Regions from separate parts of the Pan troglodytes genome. Here region 1 is linked to region 2. A link is a contact called in public capture Hi-C data. All regions are on one chromosome and are shown on one strand. Each heading gives the region's core, a stretch centred on a gene start, on an enhancer-like site or on the middle of the called end of the contact. The rest is flanking DNA. Distances are from core to core; before and after follow the strand shown. Region 1 overlaps POU3F1 (POU class 3 homeobox 1). Region 2 has its middle 390 kb from the start of RRAGC.

The links. Capture Hi-C pulls out chosen DNA fragments and counts their contacts.
Region 1: a capture Hi-C map of stem cell-derived neural stem cells shows a contact between it and region 2, with 9 times the contacts expected there. The contact joins two enhancer-like sites. A contact is called at or near these places in 1 of 1 datasets of contacts at active chromatin or transcription factors (stem cell-derived excitatory neurons) and 1 of 1 other capture datasets (stem cell-derived neural stem cells).

What each region holds. Positions count from the first base shown.
Region 1 is chr1:192,946,663-192,953,528 of NHGRI_mPanTro3-v2.0_pri, forward strand. POU3F1 (POU class 3 homeobox 1) reads left to right here. Exons shown (of 1, transcript XM_009454161.5): 1 at 1-1,204. Among named protein-coding and RNA genes, the nearest start is that of POU3F1, 5.3 kb to the left of the region's middle. Within about 2 kb of position 2,684, at least 1 of the 24 cell types and tissues checked has an H3K27ac peak or open chromatin away from gene starts, as enhancers often do. A contact at or near this core is called in stem cell-derived neural stem cells, where this site is marked.
Region 2 is chr1:192,523,407-192,530,065 of NHGRI_mPanTro3-v2.0_pri, forward strand. No RefSeq gene overlaps it. Among named protein-coding and RNA genes, the nearest start is that of RRAGC, 390 kb to the left of the region's middle. Within about 2 kb of position 2,840, at least 2 of the 24 cell types and tissues checked have an H3K27ac peak or open chromatin away from gene starts, as enhancers often do. A contact at or near this core is called in stem cell-derived neural stem cells, where this site is marked.

The DNA of each region.
Region 1 (6,866 bases), core at 1,434-3,933, 420 kb after region 2:
CAGGTAACGCGGTGCGGGGTTAGGGATTCCCCGGGAGAGAGGACGAAGCGAGGAGAGTTCTCCATCCCCTCTCCCCGCGTGGACTCCTGAGCCTGCGGGTCCAGGGTGGGGGGCTGTCACTTTATTCGCTACACGCCTCTTCTCTCCTATAAGGATGCGCCCCACCCCCTTTTCCCCTTTCTCCGGGCTTGGTTTTTTACGGTTTTTATTTATTCGTGGAGCCTCTCGGCTCCTGGGGTCCTTCTAACTCCGCCCGCGCCCTTAATTTAAATCGCTGTATACTGTATTTATCGGGGCCCCGGAGGGGAGGTCGCGAGAGCCGCGTCTGTGTATAAAAGCAGGAAATAGCCAAAGCTTTAATCTAGCCTAATTTATTTTTCCCCTTATATTTCCCTACCCTACCCTCCCCCCCAAGAAAAGCAAAAAAAAAAAAAAAAACTAACAAAAAAAATTCTAGTGTTCATTTTTCGTTTCGTTTCATCCGAGCCCCGGCTTGGTTCCCGGCCACGCCGGAGGGGTCTGCGCTCCCACACACCCAGACGGGAAGGGGCTTCTGCCCTGCTGCAGACCGACCGCCGCACAGCGCGGCCCCTGCTCCCCGCGGGGCCCTGCCCTCCTGGCCACACCAAACGAAACTTGGAAAAGTTAGAGAGATTGTTTTTTAACCAGCTGTAGAAATAAGCCGTTCCCTGAGAACCCTCCGCCTGATTCCCTGCAGCTTCCCTCTGCTCCCTTTCCAGCCCGCCGGGATGCGGGATGCCAGGGGAGGCCGGGAGAGAAATTCCCCAAGTTTGGGGTGAGGTGGGAACCATGTAAATATGTGAGATATGTACACACTGGCGGGGAGAAGAAACATTTTGTGCTTGGTTTTTATTTTTGTTTTTCCGGGTTACCCTTCCTTCCTACCCTAAAGGATTTTGTACACTGACTAATCCGAAAAAGATATTTTAATATGATTTCCGAATTTCTGACCCATCTCTATTTATTTTCTGGATGTGTTTGGAGCTTCCCCCTTCTCCGTTTCTTCTGTTTGTTAAGGTTTGAATTTAAATTTTGTTATTTTATTTTTATTATTTTTTGAAACAATGTTTCGGTGCATTCTCTTTGTATCTTTATTGCAAAAAAAAAATAATGTAGACTGGGAAGTTCCCTTTATATTTATGTTATAGTAAATATTTTATTACTCACATAAACATGTACCCCAGGGCTGTGTCCTGTCCTTTTTACTGCTAGGGCTGGGTGGGTTTTGGGGTGAAGCGATGGGATCCCCTGCTTCACCTCCCTGAAGTTCTGATCTCACCAGGAGAGATCTTGGAGGAAGATGACCCTGCAGACCTTCCAGGTGGATATCAGGACATGGGCAACAGTTGGGCCCCTGCCTCAGATGCATCAGTTTAGGGAAGATGAAGCTGCCTTGTGTCCCCCTGTCGTAGACAGACTCTCCTAGACCAAACCAGGGCCCGGGACAGTGAGCCAAAGACACCACATGGAATTCGGATCAGCCATTGTTCATGCACAACTCGACTGCTCTTCTCCACCAAGAAAGAAGCCCGCCTCGGCCTGGGTCACCAGCCTAGAATCTATAATCCCCCACCTGACACCTCAACCCCCAACTTTCATTTCACCTTGCACTCTATATGAGAGGTCTGAGCCAACTTTACCATTCCCAGTCCTAGGGCACCTGGAAGCCTGGTCAGGCCCCACCATCCTACTCCAGCAGGCTCTCCACCCAAACTCAAATGGTGCCCAAGCCCCCCTGGATGCACTGGGAGTTCTAACAGCTTAGACAGACGTGGCTTTCATGGTCCTATGTGAGCTGGGTCAGCCTAGGGAGGGAGCCCTGCCAATTTGCTTGGGCAAAGCCGGTCTTATGTCTCTGCAAACAAACCACTGCCCCAGCTTCTGTTGGGGAGAAGTGGAGGCACGGGCAACTGTGCCATCAGAAAGACCTGATATCTTCTTTCCAAGGTTGGGTACCCAAGACCCTCATCACCACCACCACTGCAGGGAGTGATAGGAAGGAGAGCACAGACCTTCTCAGATGCTGTCTTCTGGAGTGAGTCAGGGTATCTGGGGGCAGATCTGGTTCCCGACACAGAGCTCCAGACTACCTGGGTTCCAGTCAAGACCTTATTTTCTCCTTTAAAACAACCCTTCTTAAAAATACTGATAAAAGAGCTCTTCCTGCTTCCTCCGTAGACGCAGTTCTTTTCCCCTCTCAGGAGAAGCCACATGCGGTTTCTCTCGCTCTTTGTGAAGCCAAAGCTTGAAGGCACAATCTCTTAGCTGGGGAGAAAGCTGACCCTAGTGAGGGGGCGTGTGGGGCCCCTCCTGCCAGGGAAGCGGCCCAAGTCCAGGCCTGTGAGAGGCCTGGGCTCTAGCTGACGGTGTCAGGGATGTCCAGAGAGGTGTCCCCAGGGCCCCAAGTTGGTGCTCCCTGGCGGGGCTAGGGCCTCAGGATGACTGTGCCATGCTGAGAGTTCCTGGCGACTTTCTGCGCTCGGCCCTCACTCTTGGGGGGAATTGTCTCTGCAAGTACAAAGGCTGCCTCGGCTTCTAGAGGCCCAGCCCCTCACTCCCTGCTCCTTTTTTCTTCTCCTCCTCAGCTCAGTCCAGCCAGGTGAGCGAATAGCCCTGTAATTGGCACCTGTGTCCCAGCCGTTCCCCACACTGGTGGGCCAGGTAGCCTTCCCTCCCATGTTTCCTAAAGAGGAAGCTGGCAACATACCGGCCAGCTGGGCAATGGCATAGCCAGGAGCCACTGACCACCCTGCCTCAGCCTCTCATTTCCTACTCCACCAAGAACAAAACTTTGAAGCCGCCACACACTCCTCCCTGCTCCCTCATTTCTCCATTCCTGGATTTGTCCCAGCCTCAAGGCTCTGAAATGGAAGCAAATGAAGCTGAAAGCTCCCGCCGCCTGCGCGGCCCAGAGCCTCAGCAGGTTTTGAGGTTGGAAAGGGCCACCGGGAAGATGAGGCCTTTCACCGGCCTCTGCCTGCAGCTGACACCAATTGATTGATTGATTTCCTAATTGTCTGCTTGATCCTCTACAAGAGGGTGGGTTTATTATTTAAGCAAGTCAACTCAAAAATAGCAAAACAAAGCAGCCTCCCAAGAACCAGCAGCAGCTGAGGAGTAGAACAAAAAAAAATGAAAAAAAAAAAAGTGGAAAAAGGGATGGAAGAAAATCTTTTACTTTGCAAGGATTTGGCTTAATGAGATACCAGCATGAGATAGCTACCCGGTGATCAACCCCTTGGTCGCAGAAGGCCCCTAGATGGTAGGAATCTCAGCACTTTATAGGAAAGAGAAATCTTTTTCCCTGGATAGCATAGAGTTAGGACAAGCACAGCCAACTGTGGGCTTGATGCAGTCTCTCCGTCCCAAGGGTATGTATATCTACCTGCTTATGCCTGAGAGCCTCAGACTTCTTTTTGTTCAGGAGAGGTATGTGTCCCTAGCATCAACCTCCAAGGAAGTCCAAGCTTTCCCTAGCATATTGGGAATTTTCTGATCCCATCTCCTTCCGCATCTCACTTGAACAAAATTATTGTTTATGTTGATGTGGCCACAGATTATGGTAGTTAGAACTCTCTCCCCATGTGAACCTCTGCAAGTTGGTGTAAGAATTTGTGTGTATGCTGTTGTGTGTGCAAAGCCACAGCCAATCCCAGAGGTAGGAGAGGGAAAAGAAAACCCAGGCTACACTGCTAATGCTTTGAGCAGGAAGAATATTTGTAGAATGGAGGTTGGCCAATACCAAAAGGAAGGAAAATGGTCATCTTAGTCACCTGCGGTCATCAAGGCAAACCCAGAAGGTACCCTGCCTTGAGGCGTGACGACATTATATTCTCCCCCACCTACTGCCCAGAAGGTTGCACTAGTTTATATGTTGCATGCCTTAGGTCCTATGCAATCATCCCTTGACCTTAGGACTTGACTGGATGTCCATAGGACTGACCCCCAATCGCAGTTGCCCACTTAGAGCCGTTTAGAACTCATCCTCCCCTGGAGAGGCTCTGGGCCTCCAATGACACATCCAGGGCCAGGCTGCCTCCCTCCCTGGAACTTTCCCTAGCAGGGCTTCAGCTCCAAAAAGGAGACCCACCTAAGCAGAGGGTGGAGTGAGAGGAGACTGGTTATCAGGCCTAGTTACTCTCCTAAGCTCAGCCAAGATGATCTACCCAGGGCCTCTGGCTCGGAGACTGAGACCAGAGGTAGCTGGAGCAGCCATCCGTTTTGTCCCTGCCTGTCACATTTGAAGGCTCTGGAGTTGAAATGGTGTTTGGCCATTTAGGGCTCCCCTTGCTGCCTCTTGAGGCCTCCATGTGGGAGGACTGCCCTCTATTGGTCCCTGAACTGGGACCTGGTAGCAGTTACCAGAGCCACCTTGAACCTAAGCATGCCCTCAAAAAGTCAGCTTCAAGTGGGCTCTTCGAGGAGGACTGCCAGTTAGAGCAGAGGCAACTTTAGCCTCCAAAAGAAGCAAGCCTGCCCCCTCTCTCTCTCTCTCTCTCACACACACACACACACACACACACACACTAATCCATGACCCTTCCCTCTCATCTTCCACCCTGCCCATTCACACAGCCACTCTCAGAAACCCACGATCATACACCACCTCCTCTCTCTCTCTCTCCACTCATCCCCATCCCCATCACTCCTCCCCTCAACCAGTTAAAACCCCGATCCAGGCTCTCACCACCTTGCTCACTCACACGCATGCTAAGACACCCATGGTCACACCCACACCACAGTTTGGGCAGTCTAAGACCAGCTTTCTGGTCTTTGGCACTAAGCTCTTGAGAGTCACTGAGTACCTGGCACATGTAATATTTGATTAAGCACACACGGCCATCCTTTGCAACATTTGACCTGGTCCCCTTCTCTCAGGATTTCCAAGCACTTGCCCCTAAACTGCTTTCCAAACACATTCCTGTCCATCATTGTCCCAGCTCCTCCCAGATCTCTTCCTGCTCCTTTCAGATAATTAAAGTTAGGCTGTGTGTTTGTATGTATGTGTGATCTTATTTTTTAAACACACACCCCCACACATACATATGCGTGTATATATACAAACACACACAGCAATTAGATCTATCCATTCCTGCCGTAGTCCTTCTTGTGCAGTAAAACCTCAGCTATGCATATGCCCCCACATTGCTATGCAATGAACCCAGCATCACCTAGTCACGGGCTCCTGATGTCACACACACATACGCACAGTGGCACGTTCACATGGTTACATTGGTCTTTCTCCAAGGGCATGACCCACCTCCCACTACCCACCCTGCTCCCGGGCATCTGAGTGGGCTCTCCTCAGATGACCTGAGTACCAGGAGAGTTTTGCTCCAATCCCTGCCCCCAACACACACACACCAGTGGACATGTCTCCTGCTGAGCCTGACCAGGGTGGGTCTGGGTATTATTAGGCTGCAGAGACAGCACGGAGGCATATGGTCTCGTACACAAGAAATAATGTTCATGTTAAATCAGACCTCATGCATAATGCATGGTGCCTGATCTCACATTATTTTGGGTGTTCGTCAAAATCAGTGTTCTTTCTTATGAGGGCTCCTGAAAAGAAGTGAAAAGGCATTTGCTAATTACACCCACAGCCTGGACCCAGAGAGCTGGGAGTGCCCCCGGGAGCCTCCCTCTGGCCCCACTTCACCCACAGTGGGTCCCATCCCTCTGCCCCACTCTGTCTTCCCACTTGGAAGGAGGGGCTGCCTGGGGTTTGTGGCAGGCGTAAGGCCCCGTGTTATTTTTATTTCTTTTCTCTCGGCTCTCTGTCCCTGGAGGGTTCTGGGGAATGGCAGTGGCTCTGTCGCTCTCACACCCGATTCATTTGCCGTTTTATGAACTCCCCGTTGATTCATCGCCTCCCTAAGTCAATGATTCACTCCTGATGGCTTTTCAGAAATCCTTCTTCAAAGGCTCCAGATTATTCAGCTCTGAGCAAGAGCAAGAGCCGGAGCAGACCTGGACCCTGCATTACCACTGCTCCGTGGCCTGGAATGGGATATTGTCCCCATCCTTGGGCCTTCCCTGGAGCTGGGCTGGCCTGGAGAGGAGGGAGTGCTCCATCCACACAGAAGCTGGTAGAGCTGACCCAAGCAGCTCATGGACAGACCAAGCCCATGGCCAGGCACCCTCCAGCCTCTGTGGGTCACCTGCCTTCTCCCCTTGTCATCACAGTCCCTCCGGAAGCTATCCACGCCTCCGAGGAGGTAGAGAGCAGAATGGTGAAAGACAGGGGCTCTGGGACCAGACACCTGGGCACAAATCCTGTCTCCACTTCTTATCAGTTTTGTGACTTTAGGCCAACTACCTACATTTCTGTGCCCCCATTTCCTGGTATGGTAACAAAGGCAGTTCCCTGATCATAGAGTTGTTTTGAGAATTAAGTGGGATAATATGCATATAGAGTTTACATAAGTGATGAATAAATGAAAGCTGGTTTTTTGTTGTTGTTGGTTTTTTTTTTTTTTTTTTTTTGGAGACGAAGTCTCCCTCTGTGGCCCAGGCTGGAGTGCAGTGGCGCAATCTTGGCTCACTGCAACCTCCACCTCCCGGGTTCACGCCATTCTCCTGCCTCAGCATCCCTAGTAGCTGGGATTATAGGTGCCCGCCACCACACCCAGCTAATTTTTGTATTTTTAAAGTAGAGACGGGGGGGTTTCACCATGCTGGCCAGGCTGGTCGCAAACTCCTGACCTCAGATGATCCACCCACCTCAGCCTCCCAAAGTGCTGGGATTACAGGTGTGAGCCACCATGCCCGGCCTGAAAGCTGTTTTATTGTGAGGCCTGAACAGGGCATTGTGCAGAAACAAGTGAACAGGGAAGAAAACCATA
Region 2 (6,659 bases), core at 1,590-4,089:
AGAAGGTGCTGGGGCCAGGCACGGTGGCTCACAACTGTAATCCCAGCATTTTGGGAGGCCGGGCAGGTGGATTACTTGAGGTCAGGAGATCGAGACCAGCCTGGCCAACATGGTGAAATCCTGTCTCTAATAAAAATACAAAAATTAGGGCCGGGCATGGTGGCTCACGCCTGTAATCCCAGCATTTTGGGAGGCCGAGACTGGTGGATCACCTGAGGTCAGGAGTTCAAGACCAGCCTGGCTAACCCATCTCTACTAAAAATACAAAAATTAGTTGGGCATGGTGGTGTGCGCCTATAATCCAGCTACTTGGGAGGCTGAGACAGGAGAATTGCTTGAATCTGGGAGGCAGAGGTTGCAGTGAGCCAAGATTGTGCCATTGCACTCCAGCCTGGGTGACAGAGTGAGACTCCGTCTCAAAAATAAATAAATAAATAAATAAGTGAATAAAAATAAATAAAGAAGGTATTGGAAGAATAAAATAATGGCCCCCAAACAGCTTTATGTTTCCCAAGTCTAGTTCAGGCTTGTGACTGCTATAATCTATCTACACTTGTCATATATTCAGAGATGATTCCACCACTTAATAACTGGGTTTCCAGTGATTTGGGATGTGTGATAATTCAGCTGGTACAAGACTGATGTTTATTTTTTACACTATTTATGAATTAAGAGACTAGTAAACAAAATAGTCTTGTAAACAAAATTACATGGTGAAGGTGGAGAATGTTGCAACTGCTTAGGGGGACAAAACATATTCAAGGATATTGGCAGTTTCATTTGCATATAATTGATGTACTAATTATACATAGGTTTGTCTACTAATTAAAGTAACACAGTTAGAACTTCTACTTAGAAATTTTGGTTAACAAAGCATATCCTTGAAATTAGTAAAATTACATTTCTTCGCTTTGGCAATTTAAATATGAAAAATTTCTACTCTTTGCTACAAGTTCCTAGAACTATTATTGAATGAATTATTAGAAAGTAGAGCACATTCACCAATTAGAATGACATAAATCATTCATTTAACAAACATTTTATTGAGCCCTTACCATGTGCCAGGCATTGCAAAGCACCAAATAGAATAGAACAATGGACATGACAAATAAGATCTCTGATCTCCAGAGCTTGCCTTTTAGCAGGTGGGAGGCAGGTAGTAATAGACAAGTAACAGGTAAGTGAATAAGATAATTTCATAGTGAGAAGTACTGTGGAGGCAGTAAAGCAGGGTCATGTGACAGTGTGAGTGAGGAGCTTGCTACTTTAGCTTAGTAGGTCAAGGAGGGTCTATTTGAGAAGGCGACACTTGGCCCGATATGAGAAATACAAGAAGGAACCGGCTGGGTGCGGTGGCTCATGTCTGTAATCCCAGCACTTTGGGAGGCTGAGGCGGGTGGATCACCTGAGGTCGGGAGTTGGAGAGCAGCCTCGCCAACATGGTGAAACCCCGTCTCTACTGAAAATACAAAAATTAGCCAGGTGTGGTGTCACGCACCTGTAATCCCAGTTACTTGGGAGGCTGAGGCATGAGAATTGCCTGAACCCAGGAAGTGGAGGTTGCAGTGAGCCGAGATTGCACCACTGCACTCCAGCCTGGGAGACAGAAATAGACCCTGTCTCAAATAAAAAATAAATAAATAAAAAGAAGGAACCAATGTTTGGGAATAACCGGGGCAGAATCTTCTAAGACAAATTCTCTAGGATCATAAGGAACAGCAGATTCCACAATGACAAGGCTGGTGTGGTTGGAGCATAGTAGGAAAAGGGAGACAGAGACATGCAAAGAAGTTGAAGACACAGGCAGGCATGAGCTAAGAGGAGCTCTGCATGCTGTGGTCAGGAATATTTTATTCTAAGTAGAATGGAAACCACTGCGTGGGTTTAAGCAGGGCAATGACATACTCCCAATTTGTGTCTTAAAAGGCATTCTCTGAGCTTTGTAGAGAACAGGTGATCAAGGGGCAAAAGAGGAAGCAAATCTTGTACCTGATCAAGGACAGCTACATGAGTTAAAGTCAGGACCAAGCAGAGATGGAGTAACTCCAATCTAGTTATTTTATGCATCTTCTTTTTTACCTCTGTGTCTCCCTCTTCTCTCCCCTTTTCTGAGCACAACAAACTCCTATGGCAGAAGTTCTTAATCTAGAGGTTACATCAGAATCACCTTGGGAGGTGTCGGCAAGAATGGTGCCTAGTCTGACCAGGGGAGATTCTTGCTTGGGATGAAGTCTGATCATATTTGTTTGTTTAATCTATTCAGGTGATTGTGTTGTGCACTGCAAAAAGTCCAAATGACAAAAGACGATGATGGGGTTGCACAGAAATTAGGGACAAGAGGCCGGGCATGGTGGCTCATGCCTGTAACCTCAGCACTTTGGGAGGCTGAGGTGGGCGGTTCACAAGGTCAGTAGATCGAGACCACCCCGTCCAACATAGTGAAGCCCCGTCTCTACTAAAAATACAAAAATTAGCCGGGCGTGGTGGTGGGTGCCTGTAGTCCCAGCTACTCAGGAGGCTGAGGCAGGAGAATTGCCTGAACTCGGGAGGCGGAGGTTTCAGTGAACAGAGATCGCGACACTGCACTCCAGCCTGGTGACAGAGCAAGACTTTGTCTCAAAAAAAAAAAAAAAGAAAAAAAAAAGAAATTAGGGACAAGAGGAACAAGCACACTTTTTTGCTCTAGGGACTCTCCATACAGGCCAGATGCTGTATACAATTAATTGTGATACTAAATACGAAGAAAAGAAATCCATGCTAATACTGGGGTCGGGGAGGGAGAGCTACAGACAAAGCGCTCCTGGTGTGCGGGGAAGGGGGAGATCCTCAACCCTGGGGAGGGGTAAAGACCTGATGACCTGGATTTTAGCCTCAGAGCTTTGTTAATGACAACTGGTGGAATCACTTCACCCTTCAACTGGCTGTGTCGTTAGTGACTGGCTGCCTGTGTCCCCCCAAGCCATGGATACAGAGAATGAGTTGGCAAACTAGCAGGGCTGGGCCAGAGGCAGGAGGAGGGGGCCACGCAGGAGGCAGGGAAAGTGAATTGGCATTTCACTCATTCAGATCCACTCTCCCCACTCCCACTCCCACCAAGGCTGAATTTCTGAGCATGTGTTCCTGCTAACTCATCTTTTCTCTAGGAGATTGATAGGAGCAGTACCCTGGATTCGTGGGCAAACTAAAAAACACAAACAAAAGTCCTAATTTCTCAGGTTCCCATTTGCCATTTCCACCCTCAATACCACCACCTACAGAGTGGGGAATTTGGAAGTGTATAAGGGATTCGGCTGACCTGGCTTCTCAAGGAGCTTTCCCTGTGTATTGAGGGACAGAAAATAGGATTTGGGGTGGGAAGGAAGGGGTATAGAAGTGAGAAAACTGTGGATGCTATATATCTGCATTGCTTTTTTCAGGCTTAAAAATGCACACTAGACTTACAAAGAGATCAACCAAGGGCCAAGTATTTGCCTTACAACAGGGCTCCCTAAGGCATTTCTTTAAATTGCAAGGTTTCCCCAGTGCCTTCATTATTGAGGATCATTAAGTGGAAAAGATGCAGTTGATATTAGGACCTCGGGAGCCACTGGGCAAGCTATGTGCTCTGTTTTCATTAGCTATGTGGAATATGGGTCATCTGGTTAAGTTACGACTTTCTCTGAGCTGTTTCTGAGCTCCTGCTACTTCTGTTGGCCTCCTCATTTGGCCTCTGCATCTTGTGGAAGACAGCAAAGCACTTGACATTTAACATTTATCAGCAAAGTTAAAAAAAAAAACTAACGCGAATTAAACAGGATTTTTAATCCCCTCAACTGTTGCCATCAGTATAATCACCAACAGAATGAAATCAGAATCAGTGGAGGAAAATATTAATCATGGATTTGCATCTATTAACTATCATGCAGAAGAGAGCAGGTTGCATGCTCCTGGGTGATTTTGTAAAATTTCTGAGGCAGGCAGCTGCGAGTCACTGGGAGAGAAGGGTTACGCACTGGAGTATCTGTTCCCTTCCCACCAGCGTCCAGCTGTTGTGGCCTGCATGCCCTCAGAGGCTCTACTTGCTTCAGGCTGAGGAGGCAGAGAGCTAATAAGAACTTCCTGAACAGAGCCCTGCGAGTTAATTTGGATGATACAGGAACTTTTGGGGCATTTTGAGACTGTGAGTCTCTAATTGTTTTAAAAAAGTATGTGTGTGTGCACAGTAGCTTCCCCTGGGCTGGGAGTTCACCTCTGAACGTATGAAATTAATCCATTGCTGCGGGCCAAGACAAATAGCAGCTGGAGGCCAGGAACAGGGTTCCGAGTAGGTCTGTGGGGATACGATCTTTGGAAGAATGGACTCCAGGGGTTAAGAGTGTGAACATTGTGTTGAAACAGACCCACTTTTCTTTTTTGCTTTTTGTTTTTTGTTTGTTTGTTTGTTTGCTTTTTTTTTTTTTTTTTTTTTTGAGACAGGGTCTTGTTCTTTCACCCAGGCTGGAGTGCAATGGTGTGGTCTTGGCTCACTGCAACCTCTGCATCCTGAGCTCAAAAGATTCTCCTGCCTCAGCCTCCCAAGTAGCTGGGACTACAGGCATGTGCCACCACACATGGCTAATTTTTGTATTTTTTGTAGAGACCATGTTTTCCATGTTACCCAGGCTGATCTCAAACTCCTGGACTCAAGTGATGCACTCACCTCAGCCTCCCAAAGTGCTGGGATTACAGGTGTGAGCCACCGTGCCCAGCCCAGACCCACTTCTTATCAATGGCGAGACTTTGGAAAAATTATTTAAACTTTTAAAGGTTCGGTTTCTTGATCACAAAAATAAGGGTAACAATAATTGCTATGAGAATTAAATGGCACGATGAATATAAAGCACTTAGCTCAATGTCCTGTTCATAGTGAACATTTAATAAACATTTTTTGAAAATAGACTCTATACAGTTTATCTTTGAACAACACGTTGTCCTGGCCACCTCATCCATACCTGTGATTTTAACCTCTATTGGCCTGAAAGCCTTTTTCTCTGTATCTCTCATCTTACTCCAGAACTAACTGCATTCTAAACAAGACCCATGGGTGCCTCAGACTTACCAAGTCCGCAACAAACTGCATTTCCCCCACAAACCCAGATCTCCTTCTCTAGACCCTATCAAGTATGGAGCACCATTCTTCCTTCAGCTACTCAAGCCAGGTAACTGGAGGTCAATCTCATCTCCTTTTATCTTACATCCAGCACCCAAATGAGATTAGGTTCCATAACCTGTTGATTCCACCTGCTAGGTAGCTCTCAAGTTCATTTTTTCCTCCTAGCCTAGAGCTGCAGCATCCCTAGTCTTGTCCCCCTACAATCACCCACCCTAGGGCCCACAGAGGGATCTCCTGAAATCATCTATCTGACAATTTCTCTCCCACCTACAACCCTTCAACATTGCCTATGGCTTACAGAGTGAATTCTGATCTCATTGGCTTGGGCACAAGCCCCTTTATGGCATGCCTCCTGCTGTCTCTCCAGCCTCACCTTCTGCTGATTGATTCTCCCGTCATCTGCCAGCCTTATAACACTTGGTTCCCTTGGAGGAATAAAGTCATGAGTCTAGCCCTGAGTGTTTTATAAAAGTTGAATAAGAAAAGGGAGATTTTCCTGGCCAAATATTTTTTTAAATTTCAAAAGTGCAATAATATATTCATTTATTTATTCACCATTTCAATGAATATCTGAGTGCCTACTATGTGCCAGGCACTATTCTAACACCATAAATACAATGACAGTTATAAAATAACAATCTCATGGAGTTGTACTACTGTTGCAGGAGCCCATAAACAGATCAATGAAACTGAATAGAAAATCTAGCTATGGACTCAACTATATAAAAATGAGGATATTATAAAAGTGATCTTTAAAAGCAGTGAGGAGACATGGGTGATTCAGTATGTGCTATTAATGTCACTGGCTTGATATTTGAAAAAAAAAAAAAAGTTGAATCCCAGACTCACACCATATATCAATACATTTCTAAATGGATTAAAGGTCCAAATGTCAAAATTAGGCTTATGTCTTTGGTCTCCTAAATTATAGTCAGCTCCCAATTTCTGTCCTTGTTCTCTTTTCTCACCAGTGGTCACAAGCTCAGATGCTGATCAGGATCAGGCAAGTCATTTAAATAAACAAAATTGTCCCACAGGGACTGGGTAACCTGGAAAGCATTTGTTCCAAGGTAAACATCTAATAATCACAATCAAAATCCTAACCATAATAGCAGCAACTAACATTTATAGAGTTACTGTTTTGTGCTGCTATAACAGAGTACCTGATAGTGGGTAGTTTACAAAAACAGAAATTTATTTCTCATAGTTCTGGAGACTGAGAAGTCCAAGATCAAGGTGCTAGTGAGGGCTGCTTCCAAGATGGCACCTTGGTGTTACATTCTCCATAGAGGAGGAATGTAATGTTGTATCCTTACTAGGCAGAAGATGGAAGGGAAGAGGGAGAAACTCCCTTTGTTAAGCCCTTTTATAAAGCCAAAAAGTCCCTACCTGTCAATGCTGTTGCACTGGGGATTAAGATTCAGCATGAATTTTTGGAGGGAATAAAGTCATTAAAACCATAGCAGCTAGAGACTTTTCTAACTACTTTATGTAATTTACCAACTTATTCTTTACAATTACTCTATGT